Linked DNA regions of Mus musculus: regions 1, 2 and 3 are each linked to region 4. The links are chromatin contacts, called in public Hi-C and HiChIP or PLAC-seq maps. All regions are on one chromosome and are shown on one strand. Each heading gives the region's core, a stretch centred on a gene start, on an enhancer-like site or on the middle of the called end of the contact. The rest is flanking DNA. Distances are from core to core; before and after follow the strand shown. Region 1 overlaps Ebf1 (early B cell factor 1). Region 2 holds the start of 4930597A21Rik (RIKEN cDNA 4930597A21 gene). Region 3 overlaps Ebf1 (early B cell factor 1). Region 4 overlaps Ebf1 (early B cell factor 1).

Region 1 (3,156 bases), core at 346-2,845, 280 kb before region 4:
TCTCGCTGGAGCCAAGAAGGGTGCTGGGTTCTTTCTTTAACTGTCCAGTGAGTCCCGACCAGCTCCTGGCAAGAAAGTCAGTGAGGTTAAGGAGTATAGCAGAGCTCACAGAGAATAACACATGTTAGATTCTGGCAGTGTAACGTCCTACTCTGGGCTTTTTTAGCAACACCCAGTGGAGTGTCAAAAGGATTCGTGCACAGGAGATGGCTTAATTTCCTAGTCTCAGGGTTGCAGACAGGAGTTGGGAGTTGGATAGTCACAGAATCCTGTGGTATTTGTGTGTCTATGTAATTTGGAAGCAGACACCTCAAGGGATCCCCCAGGTTTAGAGCTGCTGATCCTTTGCCCAAAGGTTTTCCCTGCAGTGTGATTATTATTAAATAAAGTATCACACCAGGAAGATGATGCCCCTTAATACTTAGGTTCTAGTCATCTTGTGGTAGCATCATAAGACTCCAAGAGCAAGGGGATATTGAGAAGTGGAAGACAGAAGATCTGGGAAAGTCACTGTCCTACACTGTGTGGCTGGAGTCCCGCCAATTATGAGGCTGACACTGACACAGAAGAGAAAGTGTTCTTAGAAGTTGGCCAAGATACTAAGAGATGCCTGTCTTAGTCAGGGTCTCTATTCCTGCACAAACATCATGACCAAGAAGCAGTTGGGGAGGAAAGGGTTTATTCGGCTTACACTTCCATGCTGCTGTTCATCACCAAAGGAAGTCAGGACTGGAACTCAGGCAGGTCAGGAAGCAGGAGCTGATGCAGAGGCCATGGAGGGATGTTCCTTACTAGCTTGCCTCCCCTGGCTTGCTCAGCCTGCTCTCTTATAGAACTCAAGACTACCAGTCCAGAGATGGTCCCACCTACAAGGGGCCTTTCCCCCTTGATCACTAATTGAGAAAATGCCTTAGAGTTGGATCTCATGGAGGCATTTCCTCAACTGAAGCTCCTTTCTCTGTGATAACCCCAGCCGTGTCAAGTTGACACAAAACTAGCCAGTACAATGCCTTAATGGACAAAGCCTAATGTTACTAATGAGAGGGTCCTGGTGTCTCTCAGAGGATGTCTTAGCCCACTGGATGTGTATTGTTATGGGCCAAATGTGTGCCTTTCAAAGTTTCTATCTGCTCTCAGATTGTTCATCTGGAACAAAACCCACGGAACATGCTTTCTAGTTGTGAAATTTTCCATGATGGGAAAAGCAACCTTGAATTTTCTGCATTAGTAGTTTGAATTTTCCGAATGAGCTGGGGAATTTTTATTACTCCGTACTGACAAGAGGGAAGAGTTCTTGTTTAATGAAACAAGCCACTCATAAATTTTTCACCTTGGTGACTTGAGCAGCCCCTTATTGGATCTCTTAATGTAATGGTGTATTTGAGACTTTTAAAGTAGAAATTAATGTCTACGGAAGGTAACTTCAAATGGCAAGATGGGAAACAGGGGTGCAGCTTAGTCTTCCTTGTTCTGAGGCATCAAACTCCCATCATCACTGATGCTAAAGTCAGAGGAAACGGTAGGCACAGAGTTCCAGGAACTTGACTCAAAAGGAACGCAGAGGAATAGAGTAGAAGAGAAGTCATCGATGTCAGGAGACTCCTCCCAGGTTGAGTCACTCCCTTGTGGCTATGTTCGTACAGTCAATCACAAGGCATGTTCAGTGTGTGTGTGTGTGTGTGTGTGTGTGTCTGTGTGTGTGTCTGTGTGTCTGTGTGTCTGTGTATCTGTGTGTGTCTGTGTGTGTGTGTACACTAAACTTTGTGAATTAGAACTTTCAAGATGGCTGAGTTGGTGAATTTGGGCAAAGCTACCCGATGTCATACCCAAGTAGTGCCTTGCGTGAGCTTTCTCACTGAGCTTGTAGAAAACTCAGTTTGCACATCTATCTGTTCATATTATTCAAGGTTTCCACTTGTCTTTCCTCAGTGGAAAACTGTCAGAAGCTCATCAACTTGGTCCAGAGTAAAAAGACAGGACAGTGTTCTCTTTGCTCTGAGGTGGATTTCAGAGGCTTCCTGCTGTCTGTTCTCTCCCTGCTTCCTACCTGCCAGAACGTTTGGCTAAGGTATGGGGAGTGGTCTGAGGATGAGACATAGATGATCGCCATGCCTCACCTCACCTGTCTTCCACTTCAAAAAGTGGATGCTGAAATCCTTTCTCCCAGTGCCGAAGGTGATGGGAAGTCGGCACTTGTATTTCTCTTTTCTGCTTGTTTCTTTAGAAACTGCACCCCAGTGATCTTTTTCTCCATACTCTGATTACTGCTTGAGATTTTTGCAGTTAGACACGTGTAAACATGCTAATGGTTCTGGTTGGTGTCTAAGGGGAAAAGTCATTTGTTCCCTTTTAATTTCTTTCTGATCATAGTTCTCAACTTGGGTTTCCAAGACCAGCTAGAGTCAGACACAGAGGCCATGGTGGGCAACGTTATACATCATGAGGTGTTTTATCCTTATTATAAACCTACAGCATCCCCAGAGCACTTAGGACCAATGTGATGGGGACCATTTTCCAGTTATGGTTTAGAGGCTAGTCATTCAGTTCTTTGGTGTCTACTTCCACTTATTTCTTCCTGTTTTCCCCTTTCCATAGCATCTCCCATTATCACTGCCATGGCTGTGACTAAAATTTTTATTTTCATTTTCAACTGAAAAACACTGAGACTCGAAGACCCCTCCCCCACCTCTGTAATCCATCGATTTGGTATCTGTGCTGGAGACCAAGCAGAGCCTTCTTATAGGTCACACTCAACCCCTAATAAATCTAAGGAAACAGCAGGGCTCTTAATATACCCCCAGTGAAGGTAAATCTTATGAGATTACATTTCAACAGCGAAAAAGACAGGCAGAATAATTTCGGTGTGAAATGTGTAAAGCCATATTTACAGAGCATCTCTTGATGCTGTTCCCAGATGTCTTTAAAAAGAAACTTTTTAGCTACATACAAAGAAACTGAAAACCAGGAATATAATTAATTGGCAAGAAATATAAATTTATTATAAAAAAAAGAACATCAACAACAAAAACAAACCAAAAACAATTATAACAACTTGATGAAATATATACTTTTTGAGATATATAGCATCAACATAAAAAAGGAAGAATGTTAGGATCCAGAAATGGTATGTAAGTAAATAAACTTTAATTGGTTTGA
Region 2 (3,174 bases), core at 83-2,582, 420 kb before region 4:
CGCAGACTTTGTGTGCCCCGGTACAGGGGAACGCCAGGGCCAAAGGGGGGGAGTGGGTGGGTAGGGGAGTGGGGGTGGGTGGGTAAGGGGGACTTTTGTTATAGCATTGGAAATGTAAATGAGCTAAATACCTAATAAAAAATGGAAAAAAAAAAAAAACCCCAGTGCCAATAGACAACTTCCCAATTGAAACTCCATTTTCTTTCTTTCTTTCTTTCTTTCTTTCTTTCTTTCTTTCTTTCTTTCTTTCTTTCTTTCTTTCTTTCTTCCTTCCTTCCTTCCTTCCTTCCTTCCTTTCTCTCTCTCTCTCTCTCTCTCTCTTATTTTCTCTCTCTCTCTCTTTCTTTCTTTCCCTTTTTTCTTTTTTTCTTTCTTTTTTTTGGATAGGCAGGGTTATATTTCAGGACATTTCTCTGGTTCACACTACACTTCCTTTATTCAAAATTAAGCGTGATAGTTGGGGTTAAGGCAAGGGCTCGGCCTGGATACAGGTTGTGTAAAGGTTCAGAGGGCTCGCTTTGTGGCTCAGAGGCAGAGCAATAGCCTCACATGCATGGCACCCTAGTCCAATCTCCACTGCAGCAAATTAGGAAGCTTTAGATATACTCTGTAATTAATGTAGAACTGTAATCTACGTCTGACACTTCAGATACAGATGATGTCATCTATACCTGAGTCAGCTCATGAAATCTAAGACTCTGGATGATGTAAGAATTAATTAATAAAAAATGGGAGTATAGGGAAGGTTCCCTTTTTATGTTAAAATCCTAATGAGTAAAATTAGAGTAAAAAATGACAGCATTAGGTTACTATTTTGCAACTGTTACTTCATTGAGGTTTCAAGCAAAAACATCAGCTTTGCAAACTCGAACATTGTTACTCCATGAATCCCTTATTAATTAGAAGAGAATTCACAGCAGCTTTCTAAGATGGAATCTTGGTGGTCAGGACCACTGTAACCAAACACTCAATATAACCAGTGCCATGACAAGCCTTTGTCATGTGCCTTTTGCTATGATTTGAATATATATATATATATATATATATATATATATATATATATTCTTCAGCATATAATCCTATATGTGGGATTACTGTTCAAGTATATCTCATAACCATAGCAGACAAACTCAAACTAGGGAACAGTGTACAAAAGAATATTTCTGCTTTCATGGTAAGCCTGATTAAATCAAAGGTCTTCTAGACAGGTGCACTACCAAAGATTACCACTAGATGTCACCATGGTCCTGCAGTTTGTTCAGTTTTCCAACTGCCTTTGTGGGTGCATCCGTTGTTCTTGGATTCTTAAAGCAGATACATTTAAGCAATTCTAACACACACAGACTTGGAAAGACCTACAAATTAAGTAAGGTTAGAGGTAATGGAGGTGGAGAACGAAGTTTTAGATTAAGTTTGTGTCTACCATTTCATACTGTGGACTGGGTGATTCCTGCTGACCCCCAGGCCCTGGTTTCCTTATGTGTAAAATGATTAGGGTAAGCTTTAAGGTAGGGATTAGGGTAGCCTTTAAGCTGATATTTTCTGATTGAAAGTGTTTCAGTGTTCTTACGAGAAATTTTTCTCTGGACCACTCTGGACCCATTACTGTTTACTCTGTCAGCCTGCCCCTCCCTCTGCCCCACACCCCCTTATTTTTTTTTAAATTAGATATTTTCTTTATTTAAATTTCAAATGTTATCCCCTTTCCTGGTTTCCTCTCCCAAAACATCCTCTCCCCCTCCCCCCTCCCCCTGCTCACCAACCCACCCACTCCTGCTTCCTGGCCCTGGCATTCCCCTATACTGGGGCATAGAGCCTTTACAGGACCAAGGGCCTATCCTCCCATTGATGACCGACCAGGCCATCCTCTGCTACATATGCAACTAGGGCCATGAGTCCCACCATGTGTTTTCTTTGATTGGTGGTTTAATCCCAGGGAGCTCTGGGGGTACTGGTTAATTCATATTGTTGCTCCTTCTATGAGGCTGCAAAACACTTCAGCTCCTTGGGTACTTTCTCAAGCTCCTTCATTGAGGACCCTGTGCTCCGTCCAATGGATGACTGTGAGCATCCACTTCTGTATTTGTCAGGCACTGGCAAAGCCTCACAGCAGACAGCTATATCAGGCTCCTATCAGCAAGCTCTTGTTGGCTTCCACAATAGTGTCTGGGTTTGGTGATTGTATATGGGATGGACCTCCAGGCCCACACCCCCTTATTTATCTCATTTGTGTTTATCTCTGTTTATGTAAATGGAAGTAAAGAGATCTCAATAATGTTACAATCACAAATGTAAACCTTTTCCCTTGCATAAGTAGAAGGTACCCAGAGGGAATAACTTAGAGACTGTAGATATGATCCAGTGGATCAGCCAGGCAAGAGGACTGGCTGCCAGTAATTCCAGAACCCGGGACGTAAAGATCCCCTTGGCAAGTTGGCTAGTGAGACTAGCCAGAATTGGAGACCTTTAGGGTTAAAGAGAGACCCTGCCTCCGTAAGTAAGGGGGGATTGATTGAAGAAGACATTTGCCTTCAACTCTGGACTACCACATTCATGCGCACACACATGCACACATGCACCACCATACATGTGCAGCCACACATATGTGACCATGAAAATATAAACACATACTGGCTCCACACATATGTATAAATACACACCCCTCCATATATATATTAGAGTGGGGTAATTAAATCTGACCTAGGTACTATGTGCTGAAGGTCAGGGCCTGGCACTTGCTGTGTTTTTGTCCTGTGTTTAGAGTTACAGAGTATTAAAGAATACTTACAGACAGACTAACCCTGAGACTTTCCTTAGGCAGATGGCAAGAAAGTGGAGACTGAAGATCTTTCTCTTAGGACAGTTCAGGATCACTGAATACTGTAGCCACAAGACAGATCACAGCGCTGCATACACCAATCACAGTGCTGCATACTCTGATTAGCGTTCTATGTGCTGATGGCAGTGTGTTATTCACTGATCACAATACTTCATGTATTCATTACAGCGCTTTATACTCCAATCACAGTGCTTCATACATTGATCACAGCATGCCACATGCTTATCTCAGAGCTTATACACCATCGCAGACCACATCAAGGCTTCACTGAATTGTCCTTCCCAGTTCTCTTGTCTTCCTCCTTCCCTCCCCCTCCTTCCTCACCTAACTCCTTT
Region 3 (2,777 bases), core at 46-2,545, 320 kb before region 4:
TGCTTGTGCGGATTTGGGCACTGCATCTGAGTGTCGTGTGTCACGTGACACTGATTTGTTGATCGCCACTTTGGAAATTTTCAGGTCTGGGTTTTGATGCTTGGCCTCTTTATTTAGTTTGGGAGTAGGGGCAGATGTGGGAGGGTGGAGGGGTAGAGGAGGCGGGGACTGAGCTCTTTCCCTTTTACTTTGTGTGTAATGTTTAGATCTTGCCTTCTCTTCTGCCTGTGTGGGGCTGGATTAAATGGAGGACGTAGTTAACACAAGGACCTGAGAGCTCTTGATGGCCTCTTGAGATAATTCGGTTGTAAGCATTGAGCAAAACGCGCATTGTCCGGATAGACTCATTTCAAGTGCTAATCGAGAACGTTACATTTTTTACAGAAGCCTGGGTCATAATACTGTGGGTGGCAATTCCAAAATAAATATTAGTGAGATAGATGCCTTACAGGGAGGAGGGAGGGGGAGGGAGGGAGGAGGAAGGAGGGAGGGAAGAGACAGACTCTGGATCAGGCTTCCATGGAATTCATCTATAATTTAACCTGGGCTCCGACATAAAGCATGGGAGTGCTTCTACTTAATGAGTATAATACTACATAGATAAGAGACTAAAAACACAGCCCTGGTTTGAGCCAGCATTGGGCTAACAGTCTAGAAAATCCAGTGAAGTGCTTACCAAGACATCAGTGGTATGTCTTGATTTCTAAATATAATTGTTTTGAGTAGATGTGAGAAATTCCTTCCCGTGAAGTGGATGGGAGAGAAGGAGGCTGGATATCGAGACTGGAAGGATTTGGACTTGAGTCCTGGATATGATGTAGACCTGGGGAGACTGATAAGCTTAGCCTGTTCCTTAAATGTGTGCATTGTGGAAGATAATTCGGTCCCATAATAGCTATGTAAGTATTTTGTAGTCAGCCTTTGCCACACACATTGTTTTTTGACTGGACACTTTCTCAAGACTCTTGATGGATCATAACCAGATCTACAAACATCAGAGAATCTTAGAATGCGTTGTTCAAGTAACCCTAAGGGGAAAATGTAGTTTGATGATTGAAAAATACCCTCCCCCAATTTACCATTAACATATCTTGCAAGAGGGGAGCATAGTGGCAGATTTTCAAATTGCACCCAGAAAAGATGGCCGTTTTGTTTTTCTTTTAACTAAAAGTGGCCAAGATTTCCCAACTATTCTATTTTTACAGAAATCTTAAAGGTTTCATTGCTGGGTCAGATTTAAGGCCTGTGTGGGAACCGGCGACTTCTGCCAGAGGCTCAGCGCCATCCCTGCTGTGTTGCGGTTTCCGCGTATTTTTACATTCCACGCATTGCTGAACTGAGCCCTAAATCACTGGTGCTTCGCGCGAGTTTGCGACCTTTTAGGCTTGGGCTTCGGGACTGAATGCATTATTTTAAAAACGAGATGTTTTTCTTGCCGTGGAGCCGCAGCTACTGAGTCTCCCTCCTCCCCTTCTCAGGGCTCCACCCGTCACTTCCCCCCGGTTGAAGTCAAAGGTAAACTTTATATAGCACAGGAAACATTTGGGACTGCTAATAAACAAATGTTAGAAACGAAGGGCTTTAATTGTTGGGTGCACATGCGCGTTTAGCATAATAAAGCCAGTTGCGATTGGGTGCAAGGAAAGAGTTTCTTACTCCTCCTCCCAAGTGTCTAGATTACCTAAGAGCAGATGTATGGCCGCCTGGATTCTGGACACGTTCCTAGAGAAGACTGTGTAGTCATTTATAACGGTGGCACCCTGTTATCCATTCTTACAGCTTCAGCCCTCTTTCTGTCCCCCATATTCTTAATCACTTTCCCGTAGGCCTTGGGCCGCACCGGTCACAGCTATCAGTTCCACGCCCACGATGTGCATGCCCACGATGTGCATGCTGGTCTTCAGAAATTTCAGTTCTCCACAAGCTCTCTAGACCCTCTTTATTCTCAGGGGAGTTGTTCAGTGCGCTCGGAGCATCTCGCTAGCCACCCCTCCTGTCCTCCAAGCTTTTTGTGCTTCTTCACACCACACAGACTCTTTCTTTCTTCCCAAGTACACTCAGTACCTGCCTTCCATTCTGTCTCCCTGCCCTTCCGTGGTGTTTTTCCATAGTGAGGAACCTCTGAGGGTCTGTACAATTGCATCCTTCTGCCTGCGGCCTTCCCTGAGCCCATCTGGCATTCGGCTTTCCAACCCCTCTCTCTTGGATTTAATTTATGACCAGATTTAAATTAAAAATATATCTACATGTTAAAAAAAAGTTACTGTTTCTTCTAGGTCAGCTTATTGGCTAGATGTTGATATATAAAGATAAATGAAAATGCATGGGTCTATGACCATTATGGATCAATTTTAAATCTCAAGGAAAAAAGTTTTAAAAGCATGTTACAGAAAAAGGAAAAAAAAAGAAAATAGAAAAACAACCCATACATTCATTTTTAACATTTCAATGAAGTTATAAGGGGCTGGAAGGATGGCTCAATGGTTAGGAAGGCATATTGCTTACACACACACACACACACACACACACACACACACACACACACACACACACACACAGAGGCAATTAAAACTAAAATAAAATGTTTAAAATAGTTATGATAGTATAATTCTAATCTTTGTTTTAAATTTTTGTATATGCATATATGTATGTGTAATATATGTGCATATATATATTTATAGTTATTCTTCCATGTCTCTATGTAGCCCATATTATTTTGGATAGTACATTATTTTGCTGTTGTTTAAAATGCTGTTTTTTTTCACTTTTAGTAATAC
Region 4 (2,753 bases), core at 241-2,740:
TGGGAATGTGATGTCTCATGGGAATCAGCCCCTGCTCTACTTAAGCAAGTCAGCATTCCAGCAGCAGTTTTGGGACATTCCAAGCCTCCGATACCCATCCCTCTCACCCACATAATTAATTTTCAGATTGCAGCACAGATAGGAAAACAGCTTCTAGACCCAGTATTGCCATGTAGTCATGCAGTGAGGTTTCTTTATTGGGAGGGCCTCCTTTGAGGTGCCTAGACTCAGGCCACAGATGGCTAGCATTTTGTTGTGTAAGAAAAGTGTAGGGTGCAGTAACCCTTTACAAAAACGTGTAAGTAAGTAACTGTGGGCCTTGCTTAGAGGGTAATAGATCTTGTGTTAGACTTATGTTCTGTGAACTGTTTACAGAGTGGGGACCAGCCATGCTCATCCCATAGTGCCCCTTAAGTATATTTGATACTAACACCACCTATTTGCAAACATTTATAAGCCAGGGAAATCATGTTTGAAAACTTCTACAACTCTAAATTCTCTTCAAAGAATTCAGAAACCTCGTTGAGCCACCATCCCAGGGGATGCTACAAGCCCTTTGCAGAAGGCATGCCCCATTTCCTGTCCAGGACACTGCTCACTCAAGTGCCAGCTGAGTCTCTCAAGGGTATGGGGTTTATAACTACCAAAAAAGAAGTGTACCAGCACACCAGTGAATTTGGTGGGGAACTTTAATGGAAACCTATGAAGATGCTTAAATCTAACCAACCTAAGAAATTATTTGAGTAACAAAACACTATTTTAATTTTTTTTTAATTCATGTGACCCTCATAGGATGTTTTCCTAGGGCCCAGAGGGTAAGTGTCCATCTAGGTTACAATGGACACATCTAAGAATACATGGGCTAAAACAGCAGATTTGTCAGCTTTCTGCTTTACTTTAGATCATATGGACACTCCCTGAGCTGTCCTGGGCAGGACAGAGACTGCCCGTCCACCAGCAACATAGTATTTTTTATTTACTTTTATTTATTTATTTATTTATTTATTTATTTATTTATTTATTTAATAGAAAGGAGGAGAGACTAGCTTCATTAACTACAAGCTTCACCTTCCTGCTATTTAGGCTTTACTTCCTGCTATCTATTAAAGGGTAGAGGATCCACCCGGCACATGCTTAGGGACCCAAAGTGATACTGAGCCAGCACACTGAGGGACTCCCCCCCCCCCCCAGCTGCCAATCCTTGTACAAGAGGCTGCAGCATCTGGAACTCTCAAGTTAAGGCCCAGGGTTTAAATACTAAGCCCCCCCCCCCCCTCACCCAAGTTCAATGAAGTCTAGGGCTCTCTCAGCTCTTAAGGGCACTGCTTTTCCAACTGATCCCAAGTCTTGGGTGGCGGGGGTGGGGGGCTTAAGTCAGGCTGCATTTGGCAAAAGATGACTTCCTGTTTCTAAGAAAGAAAGAAAGGCTTATGAGGGTTTAGGAAAGGACTCCAGGAGCTTTTGGACTGCAAAGGGGCTCTTGCAAAACAACATTTGGATGATTTACGTGTAAATGAATCAGAAACATGTGGATTGAATTTCCTTGCGAATACAGATGGGTTTAAAAATTAACGGAAAAAGTGTTTGGCAAAATACTTTTGGGTTTTTCTTTTAATTGAATCTAAAATGTCAGGGGTTGGGGTAGGGAAGCCAGAGTAATGTGGGGGGGGTACATGGCCTGGTCTCCCTCTGTCCATCTGTGCCAATGGGGTTCCTTTATTTTAAGGAACATTTTCCACACATGATGGTTTAGTCAAAGGAAGGGAAAGAGGTCCAATTTCCTCATTAGTGATTAGTGCAGGCATTAATCACTGATGAGAATATTCACTTAAGTTTAGATTTGTCAATAAAAAGGAAAGAAAGAAAAGGCTTTTTTCTTTTTTCTTTTTCTTTCCGTGTTATCATTGTTAACCAAAGAAAGCCTTGTCTTTGGTTTTACACAGGCATCTCTCTTGGCTTGGTCTATTTTCAAGTTACCACACCATCTTTCCTATAGCAAACCCCTATTTTTCACACTCTTTCTGTTAAATGTGCCCTATTGGAATGGTGTCTATTTGATGTAGGGGCAAACACAGACCAGAGAAGTTTAACAGTGCTTTCAGCTAGATCCAAGAAGCAGAAATGGTAGTTCACAGGCAGAGGGTAATCTGCCTTGGGGTTAGACCCTGCCTGGGCTGGGGGGTTAGACCCAGGCGCTCTGCTTCTATTTAAACGTTCACTAACTCCTGAGTGCTGCAGTTCACTTCATGTTCCAGCCATGGAGGCTGAGGGTCAGGCAGAGAATTAGCCATCTCAGAGGAATGCGCTCTGAAGTGGGCAGGCATGAGGCAGCATTTCCTAAACATGGCCGTGCAGCTCCTAACTCCAAACTCTAAAATAAAAATAGGGTTGACTAAAAACAGGTCTTCCCTTCATAGGCTACATGTTTTCCCTAGTAGCCATGCTCAGGTCATTCCAGAAATCCTGGGAGTAGAGAGGCATTCTACAGTGTCCGGCAAACAGGCTCTCTCTTCCAACCAGGACTCAGCTTTCCCTGTGAACAATGCCTGCTGTGGTGCTGTGGCTGGCGTCCTTTTCCAGCTAGGGCTGAAGGGAAGGCCCTCCCTCAGATGGTTGCTCTGTTGCTTAATTTTCATGCTAATACAGAACATAAGGAGAGACTGTTCGCAGAAATTGTTGGCAGTTACAGCGGGCCATTCCTTTATTTTATACTTCGTATGTGATGGTGGGGGGGTGGAGGCAAAATGACAAAC

What was found. A called contact is a pair of places that touch in the nucleus more often than the background predicts. HiChIP or PLAC-seq counts read pairs in DNA pulled down with a chosen protein or histone mark.
Region 1: an H3K27ac HiChIP or PLAC-seq map of the NIH/3T3 cell line shows a contact between it and region 4, with 3 times the contacts expected there. The contact joins two enhancer-like sites. A contact is called at or near these places in 2 of 15 datasets of contacts at CTCF or cohesin (large pre-B cells and pro-B cells), 7 of 484 Hi-C or Micro-C datasets (the C2C12 cell line, embryonic stem cells, palatal mesenchyme and 2 more) and 3 of 115 datasets of contacts at active chromatin or transcription factors (the NIH/3T3 cell line, embryonic basal ganglia and fibro-adipogenic progenitors).
Region 2: a contact with region 4 is called in a Hi-C map of 3T3-L1-derived adipocytes, with 8 times the contacts expected there. The contact joins the promoter of 4930597A21Rik here to the enhancer-like site in region 4. A contact is called at or near these places in 1 of 15 datasets of contacts at CTCF or cohesin (embryonic stem cells), 50 of 484 Hi-C or Micro-C datasets (3T3-L1-derived adipocytes, the Ba/F3 cell line, CD4 T cells and 33 more) and 6 of 115 datasets of contacts at active chromatin or transcription factors (CD4 single positive thymocytes, craniofacial prominence, double positive thymocytes and 3 more).
Region 3: a Hi-C map of ventricular fibroblasts shows a contact between it and region 4, with 3 times the contacts expected there. The contact joins two enhancer-like sites. A contact is called at or near these places in 4 of 39 promoter capture datasets (liver, pre-B cells and stem cell-derived epiblast-like cells), 1 of 484 Hi-C or Micro-C datasets (ventricular fibroblasts) and 4 of 115 datasets of contacts at active chromatin or transcription factors (embryonic basal ganglia, embryonic limb bud, fibro-adipogenic progenitors and 1 more).

The regions. Positions count from the first base shown.
Region 1 is chr11:44,724,351-44,727,506 of GRCm38.p6, forward strand. All of the region lies in intron 6 of Ebf1 (early B cell factor 1), which reads left to right. Among named protein-coding and RNA genes, the nearest start is that of Ebf1, 110 kb to the left of the region's middle. Within about 2 kb of position 1,596, at least 31 of the 459 cell types and tissues checked have an H3K27ac peak or open chromatin away from gene starts, as enhancers often do. A contact at or near this core is called in the NIH/3T3 cell line, where this site is marked.
Region 2 is chr11:44,584,985-44,588,158 of GRCm38.p6, forward strand. It overlaps 4930597A21Rik (RIKEN cDNA 4930597A21 gene), which reads left to right and starts at 1,333. Exons shown (of 4, transcript NR_126460.1): 1 at 1,333-1,366; 2 at 2,318-2,493.
Region 3 is chr11:44,684,691-44,687,467 of GRCm38.p6, forward strand. All of the region lies in intron 6 of Ebf1 (early B cell factor 1), which reads left to right. Among named protein-coding and RNA genes, the nearest start is that of Ebf1, 68 kb to the left of the region's middle. Within about 2 kb of position 1,296, at least 47 of the 459 cell types and tissues checked have an H3K27ac peak or open chromatin away from gene starts, as enhancers often do.
Region 4 is chr11:45,001,626-45,004,378 of GRCm38.p6, forward strand. The region is part of intron 15 of Ebf1 (early B cell factor 1); the gene reads left to right. Among named protein-coding and RNA genes, the nearest start is that of Gm51859, 86 kb to the right of the region's middle. Within about 2 kb of position 1,491, at least 51 of the 459 cell types and tissues checked have an H3K27ac peak or open chromatin away from gene starts, as enhancers often do. A contact at or near this core is called in 3T3-L1-derived adipocytes, the NIH/3T3 cell line and embryonic fibroblasts, where this site is marked.